Regions from separate parts of the Danio rerio genome. Here region 2 is linked to region 1. The links are chromatin contacts, called in public Hi-C maps. All regions are on one chromosome and are shown on one strand. Each heading gives the region's core, a stretch centred on a gene start, on an enhancer-like site or on the middle of the called end of the contact. The rest is flanking DNA. Distances are from core to core; before and after follow the strand shown.

Evidence for each region. Hi-C and Micro-C count contacts between places; a contact is called where the count stands out from the background.
Region 2: a Hi-C map of skeletal muscle shows a contact between it and region 1, with 2.1 times the contacts expected there. The contact joins two enhancer-like sites. A contact is called at or near these places in 11 of 18 Hi-C or Micro-C datasets (caudal fin, embryo, fibroblasts and 3 more) and 1 of 4 datasets of contacts at active chromatin or transcription factors (caudal fin).

The regions. Positions count from the first base shown.
Region 1 is chr12:29,357,093-29,363,370 of GRCz12tu, forward strand. All of the region lies in intron 1 of LOC141376813, which reads right to left. Among named protein-coding and RNA genes, the nearest start is that of etv4, 24 kb to the right of the region's middle. Within about 2 kb of position 4,094, at least 10 of the 62 cell types and tissues checked have an H3K27ac peak or open chromatin away from gene starts, as enhancers often do. A contact at or near this core is called in skeletal muscle, where this site is marked.
Region 2 is chr12:29,412,196-29,419,075 of GRCz12tu, forward strand. etv4 (ETS variant transcription factor 4) reads left to right here. Exons shown (of 12, transcript NM_131425.2): 9 at 99-146; 10 at 1,560-1,732; 11 at 2,645-2,746; 12 at 4,315-4,775. The coding sequence ends at 4,542. It overlaps LOC141376814 (a long non-coding RNA gene), which reads right to left and starts at 5,438. Exons shown (of 3, transcript XR_012388036.1): 1 at 5,206-5,438. Within about 2 kb of position 2,371, at least 8 of the 62 cell types and tissues checked have an H3K27ac peak or open chromatin away from gene starts, as enhancers often do. A contact at or near this core is called in skeletal muscle, where this site is marked.

The sequences.
Region 1 (6,278 bases), core at 2,844-5,343:
ATTTTCATCACTGATGTTTGGGCATAAATTTCATATAAATAATGATTATATTATATTCTGATCATATTTTTAAAATAACATTCCATAATAATGTAATTAATTTTCACCACAGAAATCCTTCAAATGCTTAATACTGTACATTGATTTAAACACAAAAACTGGAGGAAAACATCTCAAATTCAATTTCAGTTATAATTTACTTGACAATAGTTAATAGTTTTTCCTACCTCTTCAATAACACTTTTGATCCAGCTAGACTTTTCCAAAACACTCCAACAATCAGAAGCCAGTACCTTAATGACATCATTCAACATCTTCCATTTCCATGGAAAAACAGCAGCACACAAATGTAGCAATACAATTACAGTTTACAAATTCTGTTCAATCTTGTGATATTTTTAGCTCAATTCTTCCTTCTTGTTAAAGATCCACCACTGTGTTAATAATCTAAATATATAAATCACACTTTAATATTATTAATAAACTTTTCAACGAGTTAAACCATAAAATATGAATCTGGTATGGTATAATATATTGCTGAACCACTTCCACTATTTCTCAAAATCATTCATTAGGGACATGTAACGGTAGAACATGGTTGTCCTGCCACCTATTGGACAACATATGCATATACCAAAGGTCCTGCAGTGAATGTGTTCAGTATATGAAGAGTTCGGAACAAAAGGCTTCAAAGATAGCTTTTTTTTTTCTCAGGCTGCTGAGTGTAGGTTCAGTAATTACACTTTTATGGCAACAACTAAGTTCTTTGCATTGCATGTAAAGTGAAATAACTGAACAAACATGGGATGCTGAGAAAAAAAATCTCATTTTAGAGGATTATTTCAGATGACACTTAAAGGTTTTTTTTTTTTTTTTAATACAATCACCGATTGTATAACAATTCAAGCAGCTTCAACTTTTTTACTGTGTAACTAATTTTTCCTTAGATATTTTATTTATTTATTTTATTTAATTATTATTATTATTACACTTTTTTGTTTCAAGTTTCATGCATATTTAAATATGTCTTCTTATCTTAGTCCAATTAACAACATTAGGTTAGGTCCGACTTAGATTTTTAACTTAGATTTTTGCTTTTTCCAACTTTTATATTAACATTTATATTTTTTGGTTAATAATAGGCTAGCTACATGTTGTTTTTGGTCAGTTGAACTTTTTTTTTTTTTTTTTTGGTCATTATGGGTCACAATTTGTGTTTGGGTGAAACCTTTATTGGTATTAAGCAACATTAGTTAATTTGACAGATGAAAACTTTATTTTGGGGGCATTACATTCAGTTACGAATTACATGAGTCATGAATCAAAACCAGAAAATTTGAGAATCAGTTTGCATCAGTGTTTATACTATTGGTCATTTTACATCAAACAGCAAACATTATAGGGACAGTTGACACAAAAATAAAAATAAAAAAATGTGATTGAACCACCCTTAACTTGTTTTAAACTTTTTATACATTTCCGCGTTCTGTTAAAACAAGACATTTTTTTAAATGTTGGAAAAGTTATTTAAATCAATACAAAACATATTTGAAATTAGTGAACTGTAAAGCATGGATTTCTTTGATTTGATTGGCCATCTCAATCATTTTGACTTTGATGATTTGACTGGCCCTTATTTACTTTTTTACAAACATTTTTAATAATATAAACACTATTATCATATTTTAATATTTATATTTTGGTGCACTCATGTGAAATCGCCTGTTATGCTCAGTTGAAAGCTGCAGAAATGGAGTGGGAAAAGTGTCAGGAGCAGGGGGAGTTTTAATACTTTCAATTCCTACAATCAGGGACTAGTGACAAATCAGCAGATTCTCTTCACACATGCTCATATTAGACCTCATTCCATGTGAAACATTATAGGTTTTTTTTTTTTTTCAGAATAATAATGCCTGATTTGTATTTAAACCCATTTAAGTTAAATGATGTCATTTGTGTGTCTGTCTAAATAGTTTTAATCCATGTTGTTGGTGATAATGTTTTAGCTGTTGCCTGCAAAGAGAGCAGATTTCACAATAGTTATTGCTCAAAAGCAGCTTTACAAAAGATGCACAATATTGCATTACAATTAAATTCCAAAAAGTTAAGATTATTAGTTACCATAACCTTAATAGCTGCTTATAACTTAAACTAATTAACTAGTAAGTAATAGCTTTTAACAGTTAAAAGAGTATTAGATCTAAACATAGTTAACCTGAAGTTATATAGCATAAAGGTGGTCAATGTGTACATGTTCAATGAAGTGTATTTGTGTGTTAAGTGTATGTGTTGTTTTTTTTACAGGTCTTGGATCTTAAATACATGGCCTACAAGACTCTGGGTCATTCTTAGTTAGTAACATCAGTGAAATGTTACCACCAACTCAAAGCAGATTTAAAACTGTATTTCTATGAATTTATGTCATTATTCCTAAAGGTCTTGGAAGAAAAACACCTCAAAGGCAAATCATTTTGGATTCAGTGTTTGACCTGTCCTCTGGAGGCTCATGAAGCCTGCACACACAAATGGTCTTCACTTGTTAAAGCTGATGCACATTGTCTTCAGCTTTGCAACACACATCAGTTATACTAAAAACTCATTGTTCAATAAAAAGCTCTCAAATTCTTTAAATCATAATTCGTATTTTAAATTATATTTCACCCCGGTGTAAATCATAATTTTACATCCCACCCCAAAATGCGTTACAACCAGGGGTGGATTTAGTGATTTGGGGGTCCTAAGCAATTCCAGCCATGGGGCCCAACAGTCTTAAAATGCACCCTTTCTAATTAAAAACAAAATCATAATAATAAATGAACCATTTACAGTTCAGTGAAGAAAATATAGGATCCAATAGAGCTGCAAAATGAATTAACGCAACTCAATGTGATTAATGTGATTAATTATAAATAATATTTTCCTGACAAAACAAAGCATAATCTCACAGACATGTCTTCATGTTATTTTATTTCTCTGTCGAAACAAAACAAAATAATCTAGACCATCACAGACATCTTAAAGGTTACAAATAATAATAATAATAATAATAATAATAAAAATAATAATTTTAATTGTAATGGTTTTTAATTGTAATAAATTTTAATGGTGCTTTAGAACACTTTGGGGCCCAACAGTCAAACAGTTTTTTTTATTAGAGTTTTTTTTTTATTTTTATTTTTTATATCACATAAAACATCTTTTCTATGTTCTGTCTTTACGCAATCTCTACCTTTTAAATGATTAATTTTCTTAAATTTTATTCACAACTAAAAATAATATATATATAATACATATAATATTTGACTGCTGTATGATTGGGGTGGTGGACAAATTTGTGCAGATGTTATAATTATAATATTTTATTTTGTGATATTATTATTACAAAACATTAAATTATAATAATAAATTGTATTTGCTTGACTCTCACCATAAAAATTGTGATAGAAAACAATGTTATATATTGTTTACAGGTATGATTTATACTTCTAGATATTTATTTGGGGCCCTCAGATTTCCTGGGGCCCTAAGCAGCTGCTTACTTCGCTTATTGGTTAAATCCGCCCCTGGTTACAACTAACTCAGACTATGGGGTGAATTGTAACATTTCCCTCCTCCTGTTTACAACTAAACTGTGCAGTTTTTTCTTGTGCTGCAAAGATAATATTGATTTCATTTAACAGAAGACACGTGTGAGTAGTTTAATATCAGAATATAAGAAATTATTAATATCCCGGTCTCCTCAACGGTTGCAAAACTGTCATCCGTATTAGATTCAGACGGTTCTCAAGATGAACACAGGGCGGCGCTCTTACCGCAACTATGCTGGCTGGAAAACAAAAAACAAAAGTCAATGCGCTCACAGTGGTGTGAGATTACAATGATCTCACTGCTAACTGACTCACTCCAAAAGGTATAGTATTGCTTTCGAAGAAAAAACAATGCATTGGTTTTGGAGCTAAATGAATTAGAGGATCCATTAATATAGACATTTAAAGTAGAACGGACAGAAACGGATGTCTTTATGATGTGAAGTCTTTATTGCTTTGATTTTAAAAATGCATAGTTAAGCTGTATATAGGGGAACTCAGGTGCTTTTCTCAAAAACCCACACAGAGCTCAGCTTGTTTACCTTAAAAAAACAGGCCTCTGGATTTATTTCATTGGAGTCTGTTGCTGAGAGATAGAGCCATAAACCTTATCAAGCACTTTTTCTGAATGAGCCCATCTGTTCCAACTGACACCCACTGATATTATGAATGTAAGAGTAAGAAAGCTAGAATGATGATGGCTTGAGTACATAACTGTTTAATGTTTGCTCAATGACACAGGCCTATTTTGCCACCTTCGAGCATTACCGAGGCTTGTATTGACTTTCACCATGGCAGTGGCAGGATGCTCAGTTATGGGTAACAGGAGAGGCTCACAACTCCCAGATTGCCCAGAGCTGAATGAGACACGATATCCTGAATGAAAGACAATGTGCCCTACTATTCTGTTCAGGGCATGCAAAAGTAAAGCTGAGATTAACCTTGGTACTGATCAACATGAATGGGAGCGACACTGCAATAAATATATATTTTAAAATCTCAGGAGACTGGAAGGTTTATTGTGCCTATTTTGGAAGATTAAATAGAATGTGATATCTGAGTGTCCCATGTCCCATGAGCCTGCAGTTACAGTAGCAATACCTGAATGTGAAATGAATCCTACCAAAGATATTCTCCCATGGACTGTGATGTTCTAAACCAACTGGTTCTCTGAAGGGCTTAAATGACAAGCGGCGACGTGACTTGTTTTCAGTCTCTGGTGATTATGTAATAGCAAATGTAATCGAATAGCTAAATATAAATGCAGTGTCGGACAAACACACCTATTCATGCTAAAAACATCGCTGGCAGATGGGTTAATGACCTTTGTCTAAATTTGCTGTACAGCTTTTAAATTAATTAAAATTAATTTTAACACTTATTTGGGGTTTTAAAGTCCTAAAATGGCAAACATAATGTTAACTGAAGTCATATTAAAAGAATAAAGGTATTGTATTGTAAATAAAACAGTTATTAACTATTGCATATTCATTCATTTATTCATTTTTCATCGGCTAAGTGCCTATTTAAGAGGTCGCCACAGATGAATAAACAACCAACTATTCCAGCTTTACACAGTGGATAATCAATAATATTACAAAGAAAATATAACAAAATTGCAGAGGGGGATTATGATTTTAACCAATATTTCATTATTAAAAAGTAATGTGGTACAATGTTATTTTAGATTTTAATAATTAAAAGTTGAATATTTCACTTTTATTTTTTTATTTACTTGTAATTTTGTGTTGTTTGCACTTATTTACAAAAATAATTATTAATATTTAAATTTAAATAATAAAAACTAAATATTTTTATTGAATTTAAATATTTTATTTTTAATTTTAGTTATTTTAAAATCAAGCTTAATGAAAGATATTTTGGCAACTTAATTTTATACAAATTATTTTAATTTATTAAATTTTTATTAATATGTACACACTACCGCTCAAAAGTTAGGAGTCAGTTTTTTTTTCATGTTTTATTATTATATTAAATATATTAAATTATTGTATTCATCAAGGCGATGCTTATAAAAATGCAAAAAAAAAAAAAGTAAAATGCTAAATATTTATAACAATTTTAAAAATCAATCCTTAAAAATCTACAATAAAATAAAAAAATCTACTTAACTGAATTATTGCTTCATCTTATTTGTAATATATAACCAGCATGAATACAAAAAGTACCAAGCGGCAGTGTTCCAAACCATATTTTTAAAGATTGCTCTTTTTTTTTATCCATGTATTTATATCCATGAACAAAGCAAATTCATCCTTTGATGTCACACCCAAAATAACATTTGCCACTCCGACACAACAAAACAAGTGAATGTAGCAGGTGTTGTGTGATTGTTTATGGCTAAACTCCTCATACATCATATATGCACCACTATAACTCAAATGAATCATCACCCTCTAAATATCACAGAGATCAAAGTCACATGGCATACACTTTGTTCCTCATTTAACCCAAGACCAATTCGGTTCGAGCTCTACAGGGGTCACAGGAAGGTTTAGCATCCGATAGCATTCTTTGAAAATGTACACAGAAAGAACTAGTAACGAGATTCCCAGCTAATCAGTGACTTTCCTGTGTTATCTCAGCCATCGGGACACTGGGGAGGATGTGTAACTAAGACAAGGGCTGATGTCATGGACTGATGGAGAAGGTGGAGGATTGAATGGATGC
Region 2 (6,880 bases), core at 1,121-3,620, 53 kb after region 1:
CTGCTGTTAATACATCAGCACAATATAACTCATGGGTTGTTTTTGTATCCACATTAAAGGAGTGTTTTAATAACTCACTTGTCTTGTCTTGTCTTTAGGCTACATGTTTGAAAATGATTCCCGTGTTGTGCCAGAGAAATTTGAAGGTAAGTCTCACTTGTCCAGATTTTTTTATTAGTATTAATGAGAGCTAAAAATATATATTTTAAGTGCTAATCTGAAATTACATGTCGTAAATTAAACTAAAACTGACCAATGCTAAAAATGTGCTTTATTATTATTATTTTGATGAATACATTCTCTCTCCATTGCAAATTGAATTGCATTAGAATGAAAAGTATGTAAACCTGAATTGGGTTGTTATTAAGCATTTGCTTTGTTCTCGAGCACCTGAGCTGTGTTAACTCCACAATTTGGTGAAAAATCTGACAATCATGTTTTTCTGCATGATTTGAGAGCAATCCAAAGAGAATCTTGTGCTTCAGCAAAAGTGAGAACATCTGACTAACTTCACATGATCAACATCACGAATTTGCTTATTTGATTAGTGACCTGAAAAGATTGTAGATTTTGAAATGTTTCTTAGTTTAGAGAGATTATTTTTTCAACATTTTTGTTTTATTTTAGGATTTTCATTGTGGTCTTTAAAGTTTAAACTCCATTATGAATATTTGTGACTTCAGATCAACTCCTAAACATCTATAAGCTTTAGTGAAATCACATATTTGGTTCACATTGTGGCCCTATCGCCAGCTCAACTGTGCATGATTATGATAATAATTATGGATAAACTATGTACTAGTAACTGATTTAACAAATAATTTTTCTATGACTAAAAATGTAAGCAAATTGTTAATATTAATTTCTTCTTTATTTCCACTGAATGAGCACTCTGTTTTATGTTAATGTTAATAAATGTGTAATGAGCAAAATTCACAGTGTTATGCAAACAAAAATAGCAGTATGAAAAATGTGTAGGTATTTTATTGCAAAACAAAAGGTGGCTGAACAACCAAACTGATGGCAAACTGTTCAAAACATCACTTCCTTTTTTTCGTTGTGTTGTACCCAAGACATTAGAAACAGACGTTACACTTATCATTTGATGTTGCAGCCATGTTGCCATCATTTTGCTGTACTGGTTGTTACCAGCTTACGAAAAAATAACATGCTCACAACTTCCAATCAGATAAGAGGAAATGAAAAGCAATACGGTGTTTCACAGAGAAGGTAGCATTTAAAGGTTTAAAAGCACAAACTGTTCCTTAATTTTTTTTATTTGTACGCAATCGACAAGTAGTCACAGGCGAATTAAACTTTAGTGACAAGGCAGCACTGGCCCGATCAGCCCAGTAACGATTCTGTCTACTGTTCAGAGCGTCTCTCATGCTGGCCCAGGGCCATCGGACAGTCTTTATCGTTGAGCCTTCAACTAGTTATTAGTTATCTGAGAATGGCATACCTTGGAATGTCATTATATTTGACCAATCAGCATCTAGCATTTCAGAGAGACGTGTAATAAAGGTGAACTAATGTATGATCTCTTTTGCTGTGCTTAGGTGAGGTGAAACAAGAAGGGGGCAGTGTGTTTCGTGAAGGTGCCCCCTATCAGCGTCGTGGCTCACTTCAACTATGGCAGTTCTTGGTTGCCCTTCTTGATGACCCCAGCAATGCCCACTTCATCGCATGGACGGGCCGTGGCATGGAATTCAAACTCATTGAGCCAGAGGAGGTAAACATTAGACTTTAAAAAGTTCCCAGGAAGCAGAATATGGTTTTTAACCAAAAAACAGCAATGCCAATGGATCAGTCGAAAGACTAAGAGGATGTTATGAAAATCAGATCAGCTCGATGTGGCATTTATTCAGCTTTCACAAACTACAGAGAGAATAAACAATGGGTTTCAGAGATTTGCTCGTGATCAGCTCATCAGTCCCTAGGGTCCAAGAACACATCAACACAATGCCAGTTTTCCATTAGCTGCCATGCATTATTTACCCCACTTAACAGCATAGTGAAATAAAATGGAGAATGGCTCCATTACCAAATATTACAACCTTCCATTTTGCCGGAGTCTAAGCACACCGCAGTGGTCGAGACAAGAGCGTTAACCTCCTATTGTCTGTGGTCAGTAGACGGCTAAATGGCATGACTCAGCAAACGATCATGCAGAGATGCATCCATCAGTTCTGCACAACTGTACGCATGAATCATTCATTACAACCAAAGTTTTACTATTGCGATTAGATCTCTGTCGAAGTCAAAACAAACAGTCTGTTCCTCAAATGTCAGGAGACCCACAACTATACTGACTCGAGATGGAGCAACAGTTTTGTTTTGTTTTGTTTTTTCAAGGGCCCTCAAGTTGAACCTTGAAGTTTTTGTTGAAACTTCAAAATGAAGTATTTCCTCTAGGTATGACAACTAGCATTTTGCCCTGTTCATAGTGTGGGATTTTTGGTCAGCGTTTAATGGTGATTTGGTTATATAAAAGGGAACAAACATTTTTTGTGGGGACTCGCCCTTCCTTCTCATAGTTTAGATGTCGTACAGTCAGCAGGGACCTCTTGTGTTTAGATTATGTCATTGCAATACGGTCCTTGCTTGCTCTTATGATTTGAACTGTCTTTTTTTCATACTTTAGGTGGCAAGACTCTGGGGGATGCAGAAGAACCGCCCAGCCATGAACTATGACAAACTGAGTCGCTCTTTGCGTTACTATTATGAGAAGGGAATTATGCAAAAGGTATTGCTTTATTCTAATTTCTTGGTCTTCAACACTTGTTTTTTAAACTCTCTGATTGAGATTTACATTACTCTATATTTGGGGTCCCATATACTTCAAATATAAAGACTAGAATCATTTATGTAAAAAAAGAAAGAAATTATTTAAAAAAAACTATTCAAATATAATTATAATTCAAATATAATAATATTATCTAAATTAAATATAATCCAGATCAAAATAATTTCACATTATTTTAATCAAAGAGTTGTAATTGCAGTAATAACACAATAACATGTGTCATGTGCATTACTGTTTTGTGTCAGGAGGATTAAGAAATTGTTTGAAATGTTAAAATGGAGTTCATGAACACATTTGCTTGGTTTTAAATGTTCATATTTCGACATGTCCTACACTGTCTATACTAGGTGGTTGGACAGACAATGAAATAAATGAAAAAACATAAAATCCAGGAACCAAACCAGTTTACTAATTGGCAGACAAACAATTCTTAGGAGCTGAAAATCAAAAGATACACCTTCCCTTCAAGAATGGGCAATAGTACTTGCTGGAGGGGCTGCATTTGAAAAAATGTCTTCTAAGCAAATGGACAAGCTAAACCTATAATATAAAAAAATGGCAAAAGTATTTAACCTGTTTGGAAATGGAACAGTAATAAATGAGTGAGAAATATACTGATTGTGACAGTGTTTATCCAGGTGGCAAAGAATTCTGGCCCAGATTTGGCATAAAGGTGGCACAGCAAGCATTCATCGGGCAGTCTTTTGGCAGAGGTGGCACGTCTTTAAGGCAGCACAAAATACTTGGGCCAGATATCAAATATAGTATTAGGCCCAAATGCTAATAATGGATATGTGGACCAAGAAAGTTTGGCCTGTCTTGACTCTTGACCCAGATTTAAAATATTTTTTCAATTATTTTTGAATAAAGGAAAAAAAATTCTACCAATTAAGTGGCTTTGAGAAAAAGCATGCCCATAGTGCACCTAAAGGACAATGCTTCATGGGTTATGCAGTCATGACACACCAACATATCTGGCTCAGTTCAGGCCCAGTTATGGGTTATTAACTTGGCTGAGACTTGGCTCAGATATGGTCCATGTTTGGCCCTTGTCTGGAAGCCAGACTTAGTCTAGTCATACACTGTAATTTACCGTGGCATGTGAACCAAGCAAAAGCTGATTGTGTGAGCCAGAGCTGGGCCAGAGATATTTTGCTATGTTGGATGTGATATGTTATTGACTGAACTTACCTATTCTATTCATTTTTTATTGCATTTTAATTTTCTCTTCACTATATAAAAGATGGAGGCTGTACATTTATTTTAATGATAGCCAAGCTGGGAGCTTAAAGTCGTAGTTAGGCATTAGTTTGGGTTGGGTTTGTTAATAGGGTAAAATGTTGATTTTTTACAGATGTGATCTGTATTTTATTCTGAAATTTGCCCTAGAATCAATGAAACTGTTAATCTCTGAAATGTTAGAATGGGTTTGGCATCCCAAACTGAGCATGATGTTTACTACTATATTATTTATTATTATTTAATTCTTGCCATTATTATTTTTGCAGGTGGCTGGTGAGCGTTATGTTTACAAATTTGTGTGTGAGCCAGAAGCTTTGATAACCTTGGCTTTTCCCGACAATCAGCGGCCAAGTCTGAAGGCGGAATTTGAGCGCTACGTCAACGAGGAGGACACTGTGCCACTGTCCCACCTCGATGAGGGAGTTTCTTACCCTCCCGAACCAGCTGCCACCAACATGGGCCCTCAGCCCTACTCCAAAGGCTACATGTACTAATGCCACCGACATTCTCCTTTGTTTCCCATCCCAGTTTACCACCCGCTGCACCTATTGCACATGCCCACCCCATCCTCTTGTATATAAGGCTATGTTTTATGTTTTTGTTTTGATTAAATTAATCTCATTAGGGACTCTGCATTCCTCTCACTTCTGAGGCCTATCTAATCTAAACACAATACTGTGGTTCAAGAGATTGCTTAATAAAACCCAATATTACTACTATAAAACGACAACAGTCTCTGTTTCTTATGTGTTTGGTGCATTTACTTGTGAGTCAATAATGTAATATACAAGAGTGGAAGTAAATAAAAAAAGTATAAATCTGACAGTATTACTTTTCTTCATACAGAATGTGTATGTAATGTATTTAACAAACATGATGTGATATCGTTAGAATAATATGATAAGAGCAGACATATTAACAAATAAGCAGTAATAATTTTTTCTAAAATAATAATCCTAAATTTGCGCATGCGCATTAAGTTGGATCGTGTCTTTCGCAACAGCGGGCAATGAAATAACTCAACACCCGAATTAATAGTTAAACAACTTTAACTATTTTGGTCCAATTTTCCTTAGCTTGCGTCTCACGTGCTATTATTTCTTCTTAAAAACACGTTGTTTAGACTCGACATGCCACATCTGCGATGTTTAGCCTACCTGTCAAACAGCAAACCAAGCTCTCAGCTCTCCAGCGATGAAATCCTTATATACACTCCGAAATAACGTAGTTTTTTCTCTTATTTTTGTCTCTTCGGTTTTTGGCTAAGTTACTTGTATCCCCTTCACTGTGTACTGTAACGCTTTCCGGTCGACAAATTAAGAAAAACACGCTTCACGAACGTACCACGTTCAACTTTCGCGCGGTAAGCTTCAGTCTGTACATGGTCCATATATGGGCAGTGCAATTTGATTGGCTAAAAGAATAGGCCTTTTTCACACTTCCTGGTTCCGGTAAGCGAAGCAGTGTACCACAACATCCGGTTTCAATGCGACGGAGCAAGAAAGAATGGCAGGGTCATCTCATCGCTGTGATTGCCGCGTTCCCAGCTGCTTCAACTCAAAAACGACACTCTTACTTTAATGACCACGATCTCCCGAAAGACGAAGGACAGGGAAAATCATGGATGACAATATTAAAGGGGGTTGAATGCCGTTTCAAGTTATATGTGGGAGTACGCTCGTATGCTGTATGCACTTCAAAGCGGAGATTATCATGTTTCATTAAAGACTGGTGGTCTATGGTTTATTTTGATGAGTAATTATAATATAGACAAAACTCCAGTTAAACTATCTGCCTTCCACAAACAAGTGCTCATCATGGTCATTAATCTATTAGCATGATTTATCCCTACATTGTTGTTATTTTGGAATAATAGACAGTTCATACAAATGCAAATCTCTTTTTTTTTAATTGGTTTGACAGTAAAATTATTTGTTTAGTCAGTTATATAATAAAGATGGTAAACTTTTCTTACAATGAAGTCCTTTATTACAAAATCAAAATATTACAAAACCCAGCAAGTTTTCAACTGTTATTGGTTCAATTCCTGCAGAGACATGTTATTCATTTATGTTATTTAGAGGTATTAATAAGACCATCCTTCTGATGCTTCATCTTTTGATATTACTAAATCTTATGTCGGCAAATTTTGTTTTACTAAATACCAAGAGTAATGATAGAGCTATTCATACTCTTTTCCAAAAAGAAATCATTACTGTACCTTATATTCAATTTTATTATATGTCTTTATTAAAGGGTGAATTGAAGAAAAGTTTGGCTGTTACCACAGAAATATCATGTTAGAAATAGAAATAAAGAAATTTCCTATAAACTTATCCACAGGTTTTATCCAGCAAAACATTGTTTGCAAAAATGTAAAAGTGGGATTGATGTAAATTGTATTTTTGTAACGAATATGAGGAGATAGTTTTACACTTATTTTGGCATTGTACATAGTCAGCTTATGGGGTGAGTTGCAAAATGTATTAATAACGATTCTTTTGTGTTCAACCTCTTTCATTATGGATAAATGTACATTTGGACTTTACTTGATTATCCTAATCTAGAGGGAAAATAGTTTTATTTATTTAATTTGCTTATGTTGTTAACAAAATTGTACATTCATAAATATAAATTTACTAATATGAAACCAGATTTTAAGGTATTGATGACTGAAATATGCTTGTACAATACCAGTATCAACTCTCTAAACAAGAAACTCGACCCACTTTAAAATGTGTGAACTCTACAATGTATTTCATTATTACATATGTTATATTACATTTTGATTATTTGTATTTTATTTATAATTACCCCCTGGTATGTACATTT